Linked DNA regions of Gasterosteus aculeatus: region 2 is linked to region 1. A link is a contact called in public Hi-C data. All regions are on one chromosome and are shown on one strand. The core of a region is the stretch at or near the end of the contact, and the rest is flanking DNA. Distances in the headings are between cores, read along the strand shown.

The links. A called contact is a pair of places that touch in the nucleus more often than the background predicts.
Region 2: a Hi-C map of blood and trunk muscle shows a contact between it and region 1, with 2.4 times the contacts expected there. The contact joins two enhancer-like sites. A contact is called at or near these places in 5 of 6 Hi-C or Micro-C datasets (blood and trunk muscle, skeletal muscle, tail fin and 1 more).

The regions. Positions count from the first base shown.
Region 1 is chr21:7,290,604-7,297,385 of fGasAcu3.hap1.1, reverse strand. It overlaps svila (supervillin a), which reads right to left. Exons shown (of 37, transcript XM_078097022.1): 35 at 6,503-6,658; 36 at 5,891-5,911; 37 at 4,165-4,983. The coding sequence ends at 4,897. Among protein-coding and RNA genes, the nearest start is that of svila, 65 kb to the right of the region's middle. Within about 2 kb of position 3,050, at least 2 of the 9 cell types and tissues checked have open chromatin away from gene starts, as enhancers often do.
Region 2 is chr21:7,421,905-7,428,686 of fGasAcu3.hap1.1, reverse strand. It overlaps zeb1b (zinc finger E-box binding homeobox 1b), which reads right to left. Exons shown (of 8, transcript XM_040167031.2): 3 at 6,593-6,754; 4 at 5,390-5,592; 5 at 4,718-4,823; 6 at 2,559-4,270; 7 at 1,211-1,391; 8 at 1-564. Among protein-coding and RNA genes, the nearest start is that of zeb1b, 38 kb to the right of the region's middle. Within about 2 kb of position 2,621, at least 2 of the 9 cell types and tissues checked have open chromatin away from gene starts, as enhancers often do.

The DNA of each region.
Region 1 (6,782 bases), core at 1,801-4,300:
TCACCTCTAAATTGGACAAGAGACGGAGCAGCAAGTGAGGGGATCTGAAGCACGTGGCAGCTCTCCACATTATATAAATCCACACCGCTTTATGGGCTCCATCAGGGTAGCGATCTAAATCTGGGTTAACAAGCAGAGCTTACCGCTAAGAGCCCAGGGCAACAGAAAAGAGAAGAAAAGTTCTTTTTCTGAAATTCATTTCCCATAAATCATCTCAGGCTGCAGTCTTTGAAGTGGCTTTTTTAGGATCTGGACAGGATGTGTGTGGATTAGAGGGTTTTTTCCAACCCAAAGAGGGAGAGGAGAGAGGAAAGGCATGAAGAGTAGGAGGGGAGAGGAGAGGAAGGGCAAGGTGATGAGGAAAGTAGAGGGTTAGGAGAAGTGAAGAATGGCAAGGAGAGGACCTGAAGTGAAGGGAAGAGGAGAGGAGAGGTGAGGAATGGTAAAGGCACAAGATGAAGTGAAGAAAGGAGATGGATGGTAAGGTGAGAATATTATTGGCATTAAAGGAATCAGCATAGAAGATCAGAGGAAAAGAGATGAGAGGAGACAAATTGAGAGAAGGAATTATAAAAGATGAAAGGACAATAAATGAGAGGAGGGAGCCTAGGAGAGGTGTAATCAGAGGAGGAGAGGAGAGGAATCAGGAGAAGAGGAGAGAGGAAAGGAGGAGAGAGCTGGAATCAGGAGAGGAGAGGAACCCACAGCTGCATTGTGATGCTGAGAGCAACTGATAATCCACACATAAATAGAAACTGTGAACAAAAAGGGAACACAGCATGCAGAAGAATATGTGCTAAGCCTTATTTGGACTCTCATTGTTCACTGCTCGTCATCTCCTGTGGATGGAGCAGAGGAGGGGGGTGGGGGGGAGTGCCGCTGGGCAGGCACGCCGCCAAATGCAAATATTGTGGAATAAATGGTGCTAAATCTCAACTGTGCCACTTTGCACCTAAGCCTGTGTTGAATTAACACTGTTATCATAAACAAAACATTATGTCGGTGTGGAAGTGGGCTACGCGTTGACAGATGGTTAAGAGCATTAGAGAGATACCTGCCAAAGGGCGCCTCTCACCCCGTTTGGGATATTAAAATTCAAAAGGCGAGCAGCGGCGGCAAAAGCACCCGTGGCATATGGCCCGGTAAATATTGACTGATATTTTAATTACCCTTTGCATAATCTAATAATTAATCGCAAACATTAGAGTTTCACCTTTCCCCGCCGCTGCTGACTCGGTGTGAAGGGCCGTCACACACTAATGAAGGTTAACGGCCAACCGCCATTTCTTTTTGATGTAGTATTTAGATCCTTTACAAAGGCCAACACTGCAATACATGCTATACATTATAAATGAAGCGCCGCAAAAGTATTCACGGCGGACAACGCCCGCTTATACAGTATATATAATGTATTATTACTGAATTTTAATAGTAATTTTCATACCTCGTAGAGTGCAATACATTGTCTATGCTGGGTAAGGCAAGTCATATTATATTGTTTTACATGATTGCAGGTTTGTGATGGAAAATGCCCAAAACAGAATCATTTTGCTCTCTGGTCTGTAAGGTCCAAGAACATTTTAGTTTAATTCACTCCTCGTGAGGAGTACAACTCAGCCTGGGAAAACAGTTCTATAAAGGTTGGGCTTTTTATGGCTCTGGAGGATGTTGTGTGCAAAAACCTTTAGGCTAGGACAAAGAACTTCAGGACTCTTGGAGTCCTAATAAAGTGGTTTTAATAAAAAAAAGAAGTTGTGATGCAGAGGTTTCCTGAGCATTCAAAGTCCGCAAGCCACAAAGAACATTGGGTTGAATTCATTGGAACATTTCGGGCATAGTCGCCTCTTATTGGGTAACGTGCTGGTGTCTATTTTATTATTTAAGTTTAAAAGATATGGAGTTGGCTCTGGGTTGGTTTAATGTTCCACGCCACGACACGTTGACGTCATCTGCACCGAAACCAGCTACAACAACAGAGCTATCTGACCTTGGAGCTCGTCTCCACATTCCTGCGGGCGACTCCTTGTGAGCCTTTGCTTCGGTGTCTTTTGACTGGACACCTTCAAGTTATATAGGATAAGATACAATTGCTCATCTGTTACAGTTTATAGTATCATCTACATTGTGTTTACTGGGGGGGGGGGGGGGGGTCCTTAATCCGATTACATGTCCCGCAAGCATAAATCACTTCTAAACATCAAGCTAAATATGGCTTGGTTATATGTTACTGATACATAATGTCATAAGTCTTTGTTGTTTTCACTTCATCCCCTATTCCCACTTCCACAGGTTTGTTTCTTAGGATATGGGAGCCTGCGTGTTGGAGATGGATGTTGTTTCAAAAATGTAGCATGCGTTGGCAGGCCAAGCATACAGAGTTTACCTGTAATGCTAATGCCAATGTCCCATTCTCCATGGCAATAGATGTCAGATTAACGGAGATGTTGAGGGAATCGTGGATTTATCACAAAAGGTTACAGGAAGCGCTGAAGTTAAGGGCGCATGTTAACTGTGCTCTATAGGCGACACATTAAACGTTTATAAGGGAGATTTTGAACATTGTTTGATCAAGTAATAAAACGTCATAATTCACAGGAGGGGATGGCAGAATGGAAATATTCCCCACCCCTAGAAAATAGTCCCTCTGCAAACTATTGATCTACAGATTATCCAGGAAGACAGTTTTGTTTCATGTACTTATCAATCCTTTAACTTTATTTTCCTTGCAGTGTTTTTCTTACTAAATTTTGTGTGTGGGCATGTGTGTCCACGCACAGTACTGTACGAGTGTGTGCGTGTGTGTGTCAGTTCATGTTTATGCATCCTGTAAGAGGGATTGCATGAAAGGAAAAAGATGGTTAGACGTGAAGAGGGGCTCCGAGAGGCTCCACAGTGTTCATACTTTCTCCCTGGAGACAGGGAGGGGGGCTGGAGTATGTTGCACCGGGTCGGCATGGTGGGACCATCGACCCCCCCGCGGGCCTGAGGAGTTCAAGGGCACGCGGGCTTGCCGTCTGACAACTTGAGCACGGGAGGCGAGCGCACGAGGAAGCGCGTGAGGCACGCGGGCAGCAGTCAGTCGGTCCGCGCGGAAGAGGCTGCTTCTCGGTCTCCGGTAGCCGCGGCGGGCTGTCCGTGGAACTATTGAGCAAGTGTTTATTGTTCTGTGGGATCGCGTGGAACTCCCCTCTAATTGCTCTCGTTCATCAACACGGGCCAAAGGCTGATGTTGAAAACATCTGAAAACTTTTTAGCGCGAGTGCGCGTGCATGTAGAGTCCGACGCGAGGCTGGAAAACGAGGCCGCGATGTGCGACAGGTTGGAGGGCCGATTGTTGCTTTTACCTGCGAGTCCGAAAGCTGCCATACGTGACCTACTCAGTATAACTAACATTAATAATACTATTTAATTTTAGAATACATTCCCAGTGACGTCAGAACATGAAGTAAACAAACTCAAGTTACGGATTCTACAACGTTTTATTGCCTTGTCACACGTTGCAGATTTATTGACTGATGACATATTCTTGGTTGAAATTAGTCTTATGACACTTTGAAAGAGGATTAATAACAAGCACGCACCAGCTCTCCATTACCCATTTTACATTGTCTGACGTTATTCATGTTACCGGTGTAGACGGTCAAGGATGAGCCACGTTGACGTCACGTGGTCACTAGTGACCTCTATTTGCGGTCTTAATAGCGTAGACATGAATACATTATAGAATGAGGTCATTACGGAGGTGAAATCCCCACAGTACATCATAACAAAGAACGAATATTGTTACTTACTACTTGGTTACTTACTACTATTGGTACTTTTCCTTTTTCATATTCCATCTCTTGCTGTAGTCTTTCTGGGTTCTATCATTTCCAAGCTGGCAACATGACAAGAAGCTGATGTCCAGTAAGAACGTTTTACTGGATAACACTGGTAGAACAACAGTGTGTTCAGAGTTACTTAAAGTAATTAACATACATGACTACAACTGGTCTGCACCAGTCATGTCCTAGAACACAGTTAGTATTATACTGCCCTCTACAGGATATCAGAAATACTGTTGGTTGATGTTATGAATCAAAGAAAATGTGTTTACTACAATATACGCTGCTTAAGATGCGACTTCACTATGGAGTCAATAAAGAAAAAAAAGCTCAGAATTAATACATTTTCAGAGTTTATTTTTCTAATATTTCTTTATATCACAAAAAGTCTCCAAAGTGCTGACTAGGATCTGTATAGAAACTGTACACAAAGCAAGGCACTATACACTGAGAGATTAAAAAAAAAGAATTACACACATTACATCATCACCCCGGCCTACATCTTTTTCTTCTGACACAATAACGACAGTAGACGCAAAAATAAAGCTGCTTTGTTGGATTTGTAAAATGGCGAACTGTACAGAGAGTTCTGTGATTTCCAGTATTTATCATCATATGACACAGACTGACTCAATATCATTCAGCATTCATAGCTCAGTGAATATTCATGGAGCTTCAAAATATATATTCAAAGATAAATATAAATGATTTGTAATGGACAAATACATAAAGCAAAAGCAGAGCACGTGAAGTGGAGTGTGTTGAACAGGCTGACAGGTCTGCTCCCACTCTCCACAGAAGGCCGCATGACCGACAATGTAAGGTGACCGGGCTGTTTTCTGCATATGGTACATATGTACATTAACATTAAATTCAATAAACTTAACAAAAGGTGCATTTGTCTCCTAACTTTACGACCGGAAAACACAGACTCAAAGATGGTGGAGGAACACCTTCTCCGTAGCTTCGCTGCTCCCTTCCTCCGTCGTGGTTACCTCAGGTGAGGCTCCCAACCTCCGCTATGTCCCAGGCATCCCGGTGTCTTCAGATCAGCTCGCTGTCTCAACCCCCCTTAAAAAAGTCCTTTGGCTTTCTTCAGCTTCACCTGCTTCCAGCCAGGCAAAGCGCTGTACTCCTCTCTGGTGGTCTGCAGGGCTTTCTGCGGGAGCACAGCACCGATTATTCAAGAGATGCAACCCTTGTTTGGCCAACTCCAATCTTTTTAAAGTCTGGATTAAATGAAAAATGCCTTTCCAACCCAGTTCACAAACCCATTCAAAGTGGGAACCGTGTAACACATGAAATAGAAAGTCTATTTCTTCCTTATTTGTATGACAACCCATCATCATCTCTTCCTGTAAAACTGAATATGATGTGTGGTAACGTAAATGAATCCAGACCAATTTCAACCAATAATATCCTCAGTCAATAAATCTGGTGACAAGCCAGCGTGCTGGAGGACAAGCTTTTAAGCCCGCCCACTTTTCAGCAATCCAATAAAAACCAGAGGATTTGATTTAAATGATTTAAAAAAATGACATGCTATAGGTCTTCTTTACTCACTCGGAAGAACTTGGAACGTGTGTGTGTGCGTGTGTGTGTGTGTGTGAGAGAGAGAGGGAGAGACGTTACAGACCGTCTGCACTACATGAAACATTCACGTGGCACATGAGGGAAAGTTTGTTATAAAAATGTCATATCTTGGATATAAGAGACTGATGGCCAGTCACACGTCATGTCAGACCAGCTAACTACGAGACATCTCTAAGAACTGACACATCCTTCGGCTTGCATGGTGAGGAATGAGTGACATCACCCACGCGTCAGTGAGATGGAGAACACAGCTGTCATTCCTCAGCTCACACAGTGGCAGAGCTCATACGTTCAATACGTAGGTCAGAACATGCCGATAAATAAACGAGTTAGACGTTTTATCAGAGAGGAAATGGAGAAAAAAAACACCAATGAGGAAGACTTGGATAGAAAATGGGCCATTGTTGAGTTGAGTGAGGATGCTGTGCAGCAGAAGCATTAGTCCAGGTCATCCATGCCCAAGCACGACTCACCTTCCCATAAGCCCCTACACCCTGGAGGGTAGAGTGAATGAAATGATAAGTTTACATAAAGCCAACAAGATGAAAATGAAGACAAGAGTGGGAAAAGAGGAAGAGCGCCATGAACAGAAGATGAAATCTGAAAAAGCTCAATGATGCATATTACACATTTCCAGAAAGTATTTCTACAACCTCAAGTATTTATGAAGAGCAATCTTCCAGAAAGCCATATTTGAGTAAACACATTTGCCGGTCTTCGTACACGTACCGCTTATGAATATGAATAAATCGAATGAAAAGACCCAACGATGAATGTGTTGCTTGGTTTGTCTTATTGCATTCCCATGAGGACCAGTCCTATTATTTAAAGGGATTCCCTCAGAATTCTGAGGGATAATATACGTGTATTCATATTTTTTCTTTTAACCACACCGGCCAATAATTCATTCTACGTAACGCTCTCACATTTGTTGGACTTTGTTTTGCCCAATTCAACTATACGTTTCAACTCCCCAGCTAAACCCTCTCTCGTTCACTCACTTATTGGCAGGCCCAGATATTAATATCTATAAGAAACACGTGGCACCTCTAAAGTAACACGGGAGACAGTCTGTAGGCTCTCACCTCAAAGTCCTCGTCGGACAGGTAGACCTCCAGGCGAAGAGGGTCAACGCCCTCGGGCAGCGGCCGGATCAGAACATCTGCCAGTGGGTACGTGGTCTTACACAGCCGGGCCAACACATCCTCCACTAGGATGATCTGGTTACACACCTCAGCCTCCTGATAACAAACACACCAGCACTAACGTATATTAGCTTTCAAATGATGATCAAGTCTGTAAACTAGTCTCAGTCGGTGTGTTCATACTAATGGACACAGGCAGACAGTCAGAGCAGCACTGGTC
Region 2 (6,782 bases), core at 1,372-3,871, 130 kb before region 1:
CCAACACTCTCTCCATCTCCTCCTCATTCCTCTGCTCTTTTCCTTCCACCTCCACCATTTCTTTCTCCATCTCCATTTCATTCCTTTCCTCCCCTCCTTCTCTCTCCTTTAATACTATTTCTGTCTCCTCCTCAATTCTCTCTTCTTCCTCCTCCTCATCCCCTCCTTCGTCCCCTATCTGCACCACTTGGATGTCATCCATGTCCACAGCGCCGTCCTCCTCCTCGTCTTCACTCTCCTCGTCCTCCCTCGTGCTGCTCCCCCGCTCGTCCAGGTCCAGCTGGGAGGGCGCCAGGAGCCGCTCCAGTCGAGCCAGCGCCTCCATCTCGGCCCGGGCCTCGCCGTCCTCCTCGGGGCTCTCGCGGCCTTCGCCCTGCGTCTCCTTCTTGCAGTAGGAGTAGCGGTGGTTCATGTGCTGGGAGTAGGAGCCCGAGTGCGAGAAGCGCTTGCCGCACTTGTCGCACTGGTACGGCTTCTCCCCCGAGTGGAGGCGCATGTGTTCGATCAAGTGGTGCTTGTGTTTGAAGGCCTTGCTGCAGATGCCGCACTCGTGAGGCCGCTTCCCTGCAGAGGAAAGAGACAGTAAGATGTGCGTCAACATTTAGGAGGAGTGAAGGCGCTGTTGGGTTTAATAAGGTGCAGACATGGGAGTAATAATCACCCCCCCCCCCTTTAAGAGGCTGAGATCTATCATCGGTGTATCCAAGCAAGACGTTTCAAAACAATACAACACAATCACAAATGGGCTCGCAAAACCTTCAAGGAAACTTTATCCAGGCAGTGAGCTGCTTTTCACCTCGCGATGAGGTCATTTGAAGCTGAAAACCACTGTTGCAAGCCAGGTATCAGAGTAAGAAAAAAACAAACCAACGCCTCTGAGAGTGTTGACCCACACTTGGCCACGGAACCATCATCTCAGAGCAATCCAAATTACTACCAGAGCTCGCTTCTTGCGAAACATTCAGGGGCTTCACATGAGAAGCTGGCAGTGCAGAGGTGGGGAGTTGGCGGAAAGAAGTTCTCAGACCTCTTCTGCGCGTGTTGAGTAATACCTGCTGGAATGGAGGTGTCCACCCCTCTCTGGGCTGCAGCTCAAAATCCCCCTTTCTCTCGCACTCTGACTCATCTTTACCAAGAACTAACAGTGCTGGTGAGACCAGTTCCGGTTGTGCTGTTTTATGTCTTATGACACACGAGAGGTGGTATTTACCCGTGTGTTCGTATTTGTGTCTCAGCAGCGAGCTGCTCTTCTGGAAGATCTTGTCGCACAGGTCACAGGCGTACATGCTGCCGTCCGTCTTCTTCATCTTCTTCCGCGCAGGGCCCGAGTCCGAGTCGTTCTGCTCCTCCATGGTGGACACGCCTTCTGAGCCCGTGTCGTGCTTCTCCTCCTGAGGAATGTGACAAATCACAGATGTATTCAAAGGGTTTTCAAGACCAATGACTCACGCTGCAGCACGGGAAACTAGCCTGTGTCACAGCCTACTTAAATCTCTCTTGGATGCTCTTTTTAAAAAGTAAAATCTCTCCGGATTTCCAGGTTATGGATGAGCAAGTGTTTCCTTGGCCCGAACTAATACACATCCTGTTCACTTACCATCACACTTCCGGGTTCTCTGCCATCCCTGGGCTGGTAAAACTCATCTACTGATGCAGCGCAACAGGATGTGGGGCAGTATTAAGGGGATGATATATACACGGAGCTCGTCCATTTTACAAGGCAGGTCTATGCCAATCCACTTAACACAAAAGTATAATACAACAACAATAAATCAATGAGGCAGGCAGAGGTGTGCCGTTTAAACAGATTCCATCAGATCAATAGGAGCTCTGCAGTAAAGTGCAGCCTCATGTCCTCCAGGCGACAGCCTGGGAAGATCACTCACACACCCGCAGCCATCTACATCCATCATTAGGCGTCGGCACAATGAAGAACTATTAAGGGCTGAATTCAGACGTTTCTATATATGACTTATTGATTACGTTTGGGATGGTTTCACACTATCTATCATGTCCTGGTGGATTTTGAACAATGAGAAGTAATGATCTGGACGGAGGGGTTTGACTGATCGCTCCTAGAGAGAGAAAAGACAGAACCACTTGCTTGTGAAAATTCGCTCCTGCATAATCTGCTTTCAGCTGTTTTCTAAGTCAAACCTGTTTGCTGTAGCTGACCAAACTCCAGCAGCATCGTAGTGTAAAGAGCAACTGTGCTGTCAGACTTGCGCTAATGAAACTAGAGTAACAAAAGCTCTGAAATGCTGATGAGGCAAATACAGCTCTGAGCACTTAAAATTAACATCCTCCCTTGTCCATTACATTAGCGTGCTTTAAAGGTGCTTGTTACTGGGCTCTCGCGCTTGCTGTTCCCCCCTATTTTCAGTCTGTGCTAAGCTACATGTAGGCTATTCCTTATCTTGATATTTCGCCTACAGAGAGCAGTATTGTGTAATCGCAGGGGAAAAAAAGCAAATGAGCACGTTTTCCCAAATGTCAAACTCTGCATTTGAAAACTGGGACACTCAGCTGCCACATTGGGGGAGTAAATGATTACACACCTTAACTCCGTTGAGGTGGATGGTTTCCTGCGTCTGGGTCCCAGCAGGGCTACTGGCTGTAGTGGTATAAGTGTAAGCCAGCTGGGGGATCAGGATAGTCTGTTTGTTGTTAGTGGCGAGTGCTCGTAGGCATTGCATTGTGGTCACAATGTCAAGGGCTTTGGCACCTGGCTGGCTGGCGTACAGTGCGATGGGGCTGGCGCCCATGGCTGAGAGTGGCGATGCCTCTTTCTTTGTGCAAGTTAAGTTTAGGGGTTCATCCACATTGGTAGAGCCAGAGGAAGGGGAGGGGTAAACACGGGCTACAGCCACCACTCTCTCCCCTTCCTCTCTGGTGGGCCTTGGCAGCGACAGGTCTAGGGGTCCCTCAGTGCTCTGGGGAGGCGGGGCTGGGACGGGACCCCCAGCTGTCAGGTTTAGAGGTGAGGGAGAGGCTGGGGTGCTGTGACTGCCGTTGACTTCCGCTGGGGTGGCTTCGGTCGGGCTGCCCCGGGTCCCGGAGGGGCTCATATTGGCCGTGTCCTTCCCCGGGACAAGAGACACCACTCTGCTGGCTTCACAGGTGTCCTCCTCCTCCTCCGAGGGAGGTGTCGGGGCACCCAGCGATATCTGACCCTCCTGCATTTTGTCAAACCACTTCTTAACCACATGGATTGGCAGGCTGACTGAGTCGGAGATCTTTGCCAGCTCGTCCTTGGTGGGCTCTGCGTTTAAGGCAAAGTAAGCCTTGAGCAGGGACAACAGGTTCTTGGGTTGATTACAGAGACCTCCCTCTGAAAGCAAGGCAGCAACAGCAGAGTCCGACTTATCCAGGCCCACTCCGTTCAGCCTCACGCCGTCCTTCTTGCAGTGCGTGAGGGCATGGAGTGCTTCCAGCCCACCGGGACAGTTATCACACAGGAGACAAGTCTTAGTGGTGTTTTCCTCTTTTTCTTTCGTTTCATTTGGCCCGGTTCTCCTGATGGTCAGATCCTCAGGGAGTTTCTGGGACTTGAAGGTGTCAGTGGTGGTCTGGTCTGGAGAGGTGGGTTCAGACTCTTTCTTCAGGTTGTGGGCCATGAGCTGCCCCTGGTTGGGGTCCAAACTGTAGTTTATAATGATTTTTGCATTTCCATCTTGACCCACAATGGGCAGGCTGATGGCTGAGATGAGTTGCTGCTGTGCAGGATGGAGCATTCCAGTGGTTAACCCCGAGTTCACCTGCCCTTGGCCTTTGGCATTGCTTTCTAGGACCTGACGAATGACGTTACCGTCTACCGCCACTTTGAGAGCATTCTGCAGGTCTGCCAGGTTGATGCTGATGGGGGACATCAGCCCCACCGTGGGCAGGACCACGGCTTGCACTGTGCCCTGCAGAGGAGTGGAGCCACCTCCATTGAAAACCCCGCCGTTCATGGCGGCCATGGCTTGGGATGTTATCAAGGTCGGCTTGTACTCGTAGTCCACAGGCTCGGTCTTGATCTGATTGAGTGGCAGCTGCTCCTGTAGGGGCTTGCTGTGCTCCAGCTTCTCCCTGATCTGGGTGTGGAGGGCCGAGGGTGACGTGGGCAGAACCGGCGATAGACCCTGGCTCTGGGTTTTGGCGTTCCCCGAGCGCGGCCTGCCGTTGACTGAGATGACGCTGATGCACTTCTTACTGCTGATGTGGGAGCTGTATGAGCCTGAGTGGGAGAAGCGCTTCTTGCAGTTGGAGCACTCGTAGGGTTTCTCTCCTGAATAAAACGATGACGTGGACAACAGAGAGAGAACAGAGGGGGGGGAGGAGGGGGGGGACGCAGACGGATTTCCATTAGTGAATGAAGCTAAGTGAGCGAGCTAGGCAATGAGCATTGTAGTATAGTAGGAAAAAAGCTCTAATGCATTTCAATGATGCTTAAACGCTGATGTAATGGCACCGTTGGGAAATGCCCCTCCCTAATTGCTGTCCCATAATGCCAAAATAAACACAATTATGGTAAAATAAGGACTGAAAAACAATTGAGGATGTCTAAATACAGGGAATTGGTAAATACATAAATAAACCATAAATATCGGTTCAACGGAACCATCTGTGGCCAACAGAGAATCATGGCAGAGAAGTTCAGTGTCACGTGCATGCACAAACCAACACACACAGACACGAGCGAAATGCTGCCATGGTGACGGGGTTGTCCACTCACCGCTGTGGATGCGTAGGTGCTCCTTTAGATGGTGTTTGTATTTAAATGCTTTGCCGCATTCAGTGCACTTGAATTTACGATTGCCTCCCGACTGGGGGATGTGTCTCTGTTGGACATGGGAAGAGAGGGGGACATTCAGTGAGATGCACCTTGAAAACACAACCTTTGCACCGTTGATCATTTGCGTCGCAGTGTCATTAATCAATCGCGGAGCAAAAGTTCATGTTTATTTGTCCTGAGCTGCTGGAGACACAAAGCTTTCATGTAGGTTTGCATAATTTAGGATCACTTTGAGCGTAATCACCACCGAACGCTACTGAAACCTTCTGGCGAACCAATCCAGCCGCTTTGACTACTATAACGTGATGCATATAAATATCAAACTGAAGCACAGAATAATCTGTCATACAAATTATTCGACTACTTTCTTACTACATGTTTCCGGTAAATCCTGCAAAATGTTGAACCAGACTAGAGAGGAGTATCTAGTTTGTAAAAATAAAAAAATACCTTTCCTTACCACTCACAACACTTATGTAGGAAAAACTAAATAAAATCACATAAATAATGAAATACAGGGGAAAGGGGGATTTTTTTAGTTTCACCAGGGAAGTTGTGCTATCAGGATCCAACCCTGTCCTGTTGGTCAGTCACTCCTTTTTTTTTTTTTACCTGATCCCGTCCGCCCTTGTGGACCGTCATGTGCCGCTCCAGCTGAGCGCGGTAGGCGAAGCTGTAGCTGCACTCGGGGCAGTTGAAGCTCTCCTCCGTCTTCTCGTGTCGGTACTTGATGTGCTCCTTCAGGGAGCTGTAACGCTTGTAGCCTCGTGCGCAGTACGGGCAGGTGAGCAGCTGAGAGAACGAATCGGGAGTTCCTGTGTGGAGAAAAAAGACAAATGTTGTAAGGACATATATCAGAGTGAAGGGGAGGGGCGAAAGGGGGGGTGTTGTACCCACTCAATCAATAGACAGAGGCTCTTTGATGTTACACAAGGCCTGCCACAGTAACACTGCGAGTTCACCACTGAGAGACCCTGCCCCACAGGTAAACAGCTCCCAGGTGACCAAATGGACAAAGGGCGATTAGTGATCCGTAATAGTCCTTGTCTGTCCTGTCCTTGTGGAAGGGGCGCGCTCGGCAGCGATGCAGGGGCCTCCATTCATTTATGCTTTTGTACTTCTTGCGCAGCAATTACAGCTTTTACCCCTGAAATTCCATTTGATTGCCCATTGTGCGTTTTCGGAAAACACCCACGCATACGAGGAAAAGTAAGCTGGGTAAACACCTGGCTGCGCTGACAGAGGGTCTCGGTTGCTTGGCTCCCACACAGGTGAAGCATTAATTTGTTAACAGGTGATGTATTGGTGAGGGCCTCGGGATGGGAATGCGTGCGCACACACCGCCCAGGTGACTGTGAGCCGAGAGCTCACGCAGACGTGACAAATTTACTCAGGTGCTGTAGTTTCTCTTCCTGCCCTCTACCCCCCCCCCCCTCTCCACCATCCTCCTTTGTGGCAGCAGGTAAAAGGCGAAAAAAAGGCCAGGGAGCAATAAAAAGGTCCCAATGTGCTGCACTTAACAAATAACGGCGTGCTGTAATGATGTTGGAGAGTGGCGTTAATGGGGGAAGTTAACACCTAAAGGTGAGACGGGGGAGCAGGTAGAGCCGGGGGGATTGAGTTATTACTGGGTAGGTGCAGTAATAGTGTAAGAGCTTTTTGACTGAGCTCTCAGGTTGATATGCTGGTGTGTGTGTGTGTGTGTGTGTGAGACTGTACACCTGGCTTGTGTGCACTACCAACAGGGACATGAATGTCATTTAAAGCAATCAGAGGAAATGGATAATTACACAAACATGCTATTATGTCCCGTACCGTTCTCATCGTGGACGCCGGCGTCGGGCGTGCCCTGGCGCTGGGGCTCGTCCTCCGGGGCTTCTGGGTAGATGACTGCCGTGTCCCCTTGCTGCAGCATCTCCTCCAAGTGGGCGTCTGTGCTCCCGTCGTCCTCGCCGTCCGACGCGCACTCCTCCTTCACTGCGAGGGGGAGGGGGGAATACAGGCG